Linked DNA regions of Mus musculus: region 1 is linked to region 2. A link is a contact called in public HiChIP or PLAC-seq data. All regions are on one chromosome and are shown on one strand. The core of a region is the stretch at or near the end of the contact, and the rest is flanking DNA. Distances in the headings are between cores, read along the strand shown. Region 1 has its middle 23 kb from the start of Ppm1k. Region 2 overlaps Nt5c3 (5'-nucleotidase, cytosolic III).

The links. HiChIP or PLAC-seq counts read pairs in DNA pulled down with a chosen protein or histone mark.
Region 1: a contact with region 2 is called in an H3K27ac HiChIP or PLAC-seq map of hepatocytes, with 6 times the contacts expected there. The contact joins two enhancer-like sites. A contact is called at or near these places in 13 of 39 promoter capture datasets (the 3T3-L1 cell line, 3T3-L1-derived adipocytes, cranial neural crest and 7 more), 1 of 15 datasets of contacts at CTCF or cohesin (the NIH/3T3 cell line), 10 of 484 Hi-C or Micro-C datasets (the AML12 cell line, the C2C12 cell line, the N1E-115 cell line and 6 more) and 3 of 115 datasets of contacts at active chromatin or transcription factors (cardiomyocytes, hepatocytes and pancreatic cancer cells).

The regions. Positions count from the first base shown.
Region 1 is chr6:57,556,251-57,559,728 of GRCm38.p6, reverse strand. No RefSeq gene overlaps it. Among named protein-coding and RNA genes, the nearest start is that of Ppm1k, 23 kb to the right of the region's middle. Within about 2 kb of position 1,813, at least 3 of the 459 cell types and tissues checked have an H3K27ac peak or open chromatin away from gene starts, as enhancers often do. A contact at or near this core is called in hepatocytes and liver, where this site is marked.
Region 2 is chr6:56,905,000-56,908,792 of GRCm38.p6, reverse strand. The region is part of intron 1 of Nt5c3 (5'-nucleotidase, cytosolic III); the gene reads left to right. Among named protein-coding and RNA genes, the nearest start is that of Nt5c3, 17 kb to the left of the region's middle. Within about 2 kb of position 2,497, at least 22 of the 459 cell types and tissues checked have an H3K27ac peak or open chromatin away from gene starts, as enhancers often do. A contact at or near this core is called in hepatocytes and liver, where this site is marked.

The DNA of each region.
Region 1 (3,478 bases), core at 564-3,063, 650 kb before region 2:
AGCAGGAAGTTTCCAGGCCAATTCCAGTTTGATTTCTCTGCATCCTACCACTGAAATGCATTTTGTTTTCAGCAATAGGACCTTAATATATAGTTATGGTTGACAACCAAGAACAATGGTTATTGTTTCTGGACAAGATGATCTTATGTCCTATTTCATAATATCATTTTTTTTTCTTTAAACTGATTAAATACCATTGTACCTGGATAGCATAGTTCATTATTCATTTATCTGGCAGTGAGTGTCTAGACTGATTCCATTTTCTAGCTGTTGTGAATGGAGCCACCCTGAACATGGATGTGCAAATACCTCTGTAGTAGAATATGGTAATGCTTTCAGTATATGCCCTGGGATGATATAGCTAAGTCAAATGGTATTTCTATTCTTAGCTTTGTAAGAAACCAACAGAGATGAGCTGGACGTGGTGGCACACGCCTTTAATCCCAGTACTCGAGAGGCAGAGGCAGGTGGATTTCTGAGTTCGAGGCCAGCCTGGTCTACAAAGTGAGTTCCAGGACAGCCAGGGCTATACAGAGAATCCCTGTCTCGAAAAACAAAACAAAAAAAAAAAAAAAAAAAAAAAAGAAAGGAAGGAAGGAAGAAAGAAAGAAAGAAAGAAAGAAGGAGAGAAAGAAAGAAAGAAGGAGAGAAAGAAAGCAAGAAAGAAAGAAAGAAAGAAAGAAAGAAAGGAAGGAAGGAAGGAAGAAAGAAAGAAAGAAAAAAAAGAAAGAAAGAAAGAAAGAAGGAGAGAAAGAAAGAAAGAAAGCACCAGAGTGAGTTCCATGTTTGTAACAATGGATAAGGTTAGCTGACTCTTAATTTTTTTTTTTTTTTTTTTTACTGATCAAGGCCCCAGAGTTTACTAAGAGTCTGAGCTTATGAAGGCCCATCCCCCGCCACGCCAGGCTCTTGATGCTTTGTTGCCAGGCTGTCAGCACTTGTTTGCCAGGGTGTTGCTTAAACAGGAACCCACTCTTACATTCTTTTTGTTGTTGTTGTTTGTTTTTGTTTTTCGAGACAGGGTTTCTCTCTCTTACATTCTTACAAGCATTTATTGACACTTGTTTTCTTGATTCTAACCATTTTGGTTAAGGTGAATGGAATCTCAAAATAGTTTTAATTTGCATATCTTAGATGGCTAATGATGTTGAACATATTGAAAAACATTTGCCAGGCATTTGTATTTGACAGCTCTCTGCTCAATTCCATACCCGCTCCCTTTTTTATTGGATCATTTTCTTGATCTTTTGTTTTCTTGAGTTCTTTGTGTATTCTAAATACTAATCCTCTGTTGCATTCCTGCCAGATGTTCTTACTTGCTGGAGGCTTCCTTTTCTCTGAGTTGACAGTTTCTTTTGCTGTCTTTTAATTTCCTAAGGTCCCCTGTGTTGATTATTGGATTTATTTTCTAAGGGATAGAGTCCTCTTCAGAATGGCCTTACCTGTGCCTATATTTTAAAGTTACTTCCTACTTTTTTTTCTGTAACAGTTGCAGAGGTTCAGTTCTCACTTTGAGGCTCTTGACCCATTTAGAGTTGATGTTTGTGCAGTATGAGAGATAAGGATCAAATGCTACCCATACAAATTCCAGATTTCCCCAGAGCCATATGTTGACAATACTGTCTTTTCCCTGATGTGTGCTGGTGACCTCTTTACCAAATCCAGGGCTTGACGTGGCACGGCTTTGTATCTGCATTCTCCATTTCATACTATTGATCAATGTGTCTGTCATTGTGCCAGCACACCTTGTTTTTATTCATTACTGTGGCTCTATCTCCAGCAGTATTATTTTATGCTCAGACTGGGCCTGCCCTCATTCATCCTCGTTAATCTTTGATCAAGGAAATGCCCTCACAGACTTGTACCCAAGCTAATCAGATGGTGGTAATCCCTAAATTGACTTTCTCGCTTCCCAAACCACCCTAGCTTATGTCAAGATGACAAAAAGCACAAGTTGTTTTCTTGATTTTTCTTCTCAATATATTTTTTTCATTGATATATAGGAAGGCTACTAATTTTGTATTTAAATTCTATTGCATCTTTATTAGTTTTTGTATTAGTACCTAACTTCCCTGAATTTGGTAATGTTCCTTTGTACTTTACAAAATACTTTGAGAAGCACTGGTGTTAGTTCTATGCAGATCTGGTGAACTTCATCCCTGAATCCTTCTGGGCCTGAACTGTTTTCGATGATGGTACAGAGATTTTTTTTTTTTTTAATACTGCTTCAAGCTCACTGCTCATTACATACCTGTTTAAAGTATCCATCTCATTTTGATTTAACTTTGGCAGACTCTCAGCATTTAGAAATTCATATCCATTTTCGTTAGACTTTTTAAATTTAGTAGATACAGGTTTTTAAGGCACAAGCCTAATGATTTTCTGAACTTCATTGCTATGTGTTGTAATGGCTTCATTTTTAGTCCTAATTAGGTTAATTTCAGTCTTCACTCTCCTTATTTTGGTTGCTTCAGATAAGGATTTGTCAATCTTGTTTATCTCTTCAAATAACCAACTCTGTTTACTGATCTTTGTATTTTTGTTTCTGCTGTTGTGGTTTCCACTGCACAAACTTTTGCTCCTTTTTCCACTACGTAGATTTCTGCCCTAATCTTAATCATTTCTCTCTATCTACTGGTTTAGGTTTGATCTACCCTACCTTTACCACAACACCAACATATATTATCAAGTTATTTGTCTGAGATTTCGCTGGGATCTTAAAACAGGCACTTAGAATTATAAACCTTCCTCCTAGGACTGCTTTCATTGTATCCCAAAGGTTTTGGTATGTGGTGATTTCATTTGATTCTAGGAACTTTTTAAAAAGTAATTCTTGATTTCTTCCATTCATCATGTAGCAGTGAGTTGGCTTGAGTTTGCCTATGCTCTGGGGTTTCTCTTTCTGTAGATTTTAGTCTTACTCCATTGTGATCACACAGAATTCATTACGTTATTCTAATTTTCCTGTATTTATTGGGACTTCCTTTGGGTTCTAAAATATGATCTAGCTTATAGAAAGTAACATGGGCCTGGCGTGGTGGCGCATGCCTTTAATCCCAGCACTTGGGAGGTAGAAGCATGTGGATTTCTGAGTTTGAGGCCAGCCTGGTCTACACAGTGAGTTTCAGGACAGCCAGGGCTATACAGAGAAACCCCATCTTGAAAAACAAAAAACAAACAAAACAAAACAAAACAAAACAGTCACATGGACTGTAGAGAATGTATTTTCTGTGGTGTTTGGATATAATATAATGGCCTGTAGATGTCATTTAGTCCATAAAGTGATATTTCCATTTTTTACCCTAAGTAAAAACCCATCTTTTATGGTGAGGCACATTTCTTAGAGACAACAAGTAACGCTTCCATTGACAAGTCTTCTGTTATTCTGATGATTTGTCTTACTATGTGACTTGGTGTTTTGTCTTTGTTTCTTTCAACATGCTTTCTTTGTTCCTAATATTTGTTTCTTTGTATTTAA
Region 2 (3,793 bases), core at 1,248-3,747:
TAACATTAAGCTATAAATTTTAAACAAGTATGACAACACCCAGATGTGGCAGACTTGTTTGTCATCTTGTCATTTTGTTTTATATGCTGTTTGCCTTCTCTCCCTTCCTTTTTTTTTTTTTTAGTCTACTAGAGTACAAAAGATACAAAATCATCTTGCAGTTGATGAGGGGTTGCATAATCTGTTGGTAAGCTCCTTCTTGTAAGTAGGTGGAAGTAGATACCGCAGCCTGAAACATCCTCTGTACTCGTGGTAGTCTTCTCTACCTTGTCACATCACATTGTCTTATTCATATTTCTCCACATGCCCTTCTAATTGGGAATTTAGGTTAGAGACAGCATTAAGAACACCATAATCTAAGCAGCTGTGGCATGCCCTCCTGTAGTTTAAACTACAGGAGCCTAAGGTACAGGATTACTTGAGCCTATTGAGAAAACAATAAATGTCATTTTATTTTTGAAATACCACTCTTAAAGGTTTATTTATGTGCATCACTGTTACTTATACATATGAATATTTTGCCTGCATGTGTGTGCCTGATGCCTAGAGAGATCAGAGGAGGACACCAGATGCCCTGGAACTGGAGTTACAGATGGTTGTGAGCTGCCACGTGAGTGCTGGGAACAGAGCCCAAGTCCTCTGCGGCAGTAGCCAGTGAGGTTAACCACTGAGCCATTTCTCCAGCCCTCACATCACTACATTCTTATACGCAGCTTTCTCAGGAACAGCTATCAGCACACCAAGGTCAAGGTCTATCTTGTCAAACTGTTAGAATTCTAAAAGAACAACTGATTCACTTGGTGGATTCTTATAGAAGCAGATGGGAACCACTTGAGAACTCTTAAGCTTTGTCACATGCAGAAATGCAAAACTGAAATGTGCTGACAGTAGTTAGAAGAAGAAGAAGGAAAAGAAAGACTAGAATCAGATATGGTATAAGGCACACCATAATCCCAGCACTTGGGAAGCTAAAGAAAGAGGATGGTAAATTTGGGGCAGGCCAGGGCTATATAGTGAAACTGTGTCAGAAAGAGGGGTCTGCAGGTGAGCGGGACACACTACAGTGGGACTGGAGCTGGAAGCCCTACAAGTTGAAACCAAATCTCTGGTTTGGGGAATGGACTTGGGACCAAGTATACACTACATTATTTGCCTAACTTGTAAAATGTTCCACCTGGAATTATTAGCACAACTGTCTGTTAAGCTGACTCCAGCAGTCTGAAACTTTGATAATCACTGCATCCAGGTAATGCTAGTGACACTCACTACAGAAAAAGCGAAAGGAAGTCAAGTCACCTGCAAATCCCTGTCCTTCATCTCTGGTCACTTATTGATACTGATTTGCTTGTATTGGCTGTTACAGCATACAGTCTAGTTTGCTACTAGCGCATTTTAGATTTTAGGATCTATGAGTGCAATTAGTCAGGTTTCTTTTTCTATTTTGGTCTTGTGACAGTATCACTATGTAGCCCAAACTAGCCTGTAAATTCAAAGGTCCTTCTGTCTCAGTCTCCTGTTACAGGCTTGAATTGTCTTTGTGCTAGGAATCATCCCATGGCCTCCTGCATACAAACTAAAGCACATGGTTTTCCACTGAGCAGTCCTGTAGCCAATCAGTCATGCTTCTTGTGTATTGTTGCACTTGGGAGACCTGAAAATCTTGCTGTGTGCTGAACTGTCTCTCTCTCTCTCTCTGTTCTCTGTTTAAGTGTATCAGATAGAATGAACCAATAGGAAAACCTCACTTTACCACTTTGATTTAATGTGCCCTATACAAAATAGCAATCTATAGTAACAGTGTTTCTTTTGAGCAGAGAACAAACTGTATGTTCTGCAAAGTCCAAGATACAAAAACATCTTCATCTTGTTCTGTTCCAGGCACAGAGATCCCGCTACAATAGGATGGAAGTAACAGTTAGAGTCATGCAAATCTTGATATACCAGGACATGGCACATTTAGCATGAAGCATGGAAGACTTTTTAAATAAGAAAAAAGTTGTAGGCTGCTAAAGAATGTGTTTGAGTTTCTCAAAGGAAATTTGAAATCTCAAGCCACCTAGTTGAGGTTTGGGGAAAGGTTTTAATATCTGTTGGGGTGGAGCCCACAGGCCCTCCCCATAATCAGACCAACCAGCTTACCAAGTAGACTGGGCTGGCTGGTCACCAAGATCCAGGGATTACAAGCCTGTGTCACCGTACCCAGTTTTTTAAATGGGTGTTCTAGGGACTGAACTCGGGCCCTTGTATTTTTCAGGGCTGACCAAGTCCTAAGAAACTTTTTCGTGGCAAACTATGAAAAGTTCTGAATAGTTACTCAAGCATACAAGTAGATATCACTTTCTCCATTGATAAAGATAGCAGACATCTATTACAGTGTCAGAGTGGGAGAAAATAACCTGGCGGATATCCTGTCCCCCGTAGTTCTGTCCTTTGGCATTGCAATTCCTCATCTAGTGCCTGCCGTTAGGAGGGACGTGGGTGGTTTCAGCCAGGCCAGCCACAGTGCAGAGATGAAAGTCCACTCCACTGCTGAGGACCCGCCTCTGTGACTTTCAGCTTCTTTCTAGCCCTTCTCAGAAAACAATGAAAAATCTATTTAAAACAAAACTGGTTTTGTGTTGCTTGTTTTGTGGTTGGTTCTGAGATTCAAACTCAGGGCTTCATGAATGCAAGACCACTGACTTACATCCCTTGCCCCCAAAAGTGTTTGTTATTCAGTAATTTTTTTGTACATATTGTTTGTACATACAATGTATTTTGATCATTTTTCTCCACCAATTCCTCCAAGATCCTCTCAACTTCCCTACATACTAAACTGTGTTCTTACTCACTGTCAGCCGGATTCTCCCTGTCTCCCTCTTCCCATTTCTCTATCCATCTCCAAAGAAAAAGGAAAAAACTCACAGGAACATCAAAACAAACAAGCAGAAGACCACCAGTAATATCCCAAAACAAGAAAAAGTCCACAAAAATATCATTGATTTTGTGTGTGTGTGTGTGTGTGTGTGTGTGTGTGTGTGTGTGTGTTGGCCAGCTGCTCCTGAGCACATACTCTGCCCTGAAGTATCATGATACACCCAGTGACACACCGTTGGAGAAAATTGATTTTTCCCCTTGTCGATTGCAAATAGCTTCTTGGTTAGGGGTGAGACCTTTTCTGGCTTGAACCTGTGCAAGTCTTATGTGTGCTGCTAGCCTATATGTGCTCATATGTGCGTCAGTCCTGTTGGACGTATCTAGAAGTAGAGCCATTAATTCAGTACTTTCGGTGGCATTACTGTTTTGTGTTTATGCTTCTTGTATGTGCCTGTGTGTGCTATGTGTGTTTGAGTGGCCACAAGCACTTGTCATGGTGTGGAGATCAGAGAACAACTGTGAGATTTGGGATTTGATTTGTTTTGTTTTGAGTCTCAGGGATGGAACTTGTGTTGTCAGGCTTTATATCTGTTGAGCCCTCTGACGAGGCAAGCAGTCTTAGGAATATATTTTTCAAGCACTCTAATGTAAGCATATATATATGTAATTGCCTATAGCGACACAGGTGTGTGTTCATGATTGATTGCCTGCAGTGGCACAGGTGTGTGTACATGATTGCCTGCAGTGGCACAGGTGTGTGTACATGATTGCCTGCAGTGGCACAGATGTGTGTACATGATTGCCTGCAGTAGTACAAGTGTGGGTACATGATTGAGTGCCTATAGTGGCACAAAATGATTTTAAAAACAACCTTGCTGCTTTGGTCCATAAATGACATAATGGGAAGTGGCTTACTTTCTCCAGACCCCACATTGCT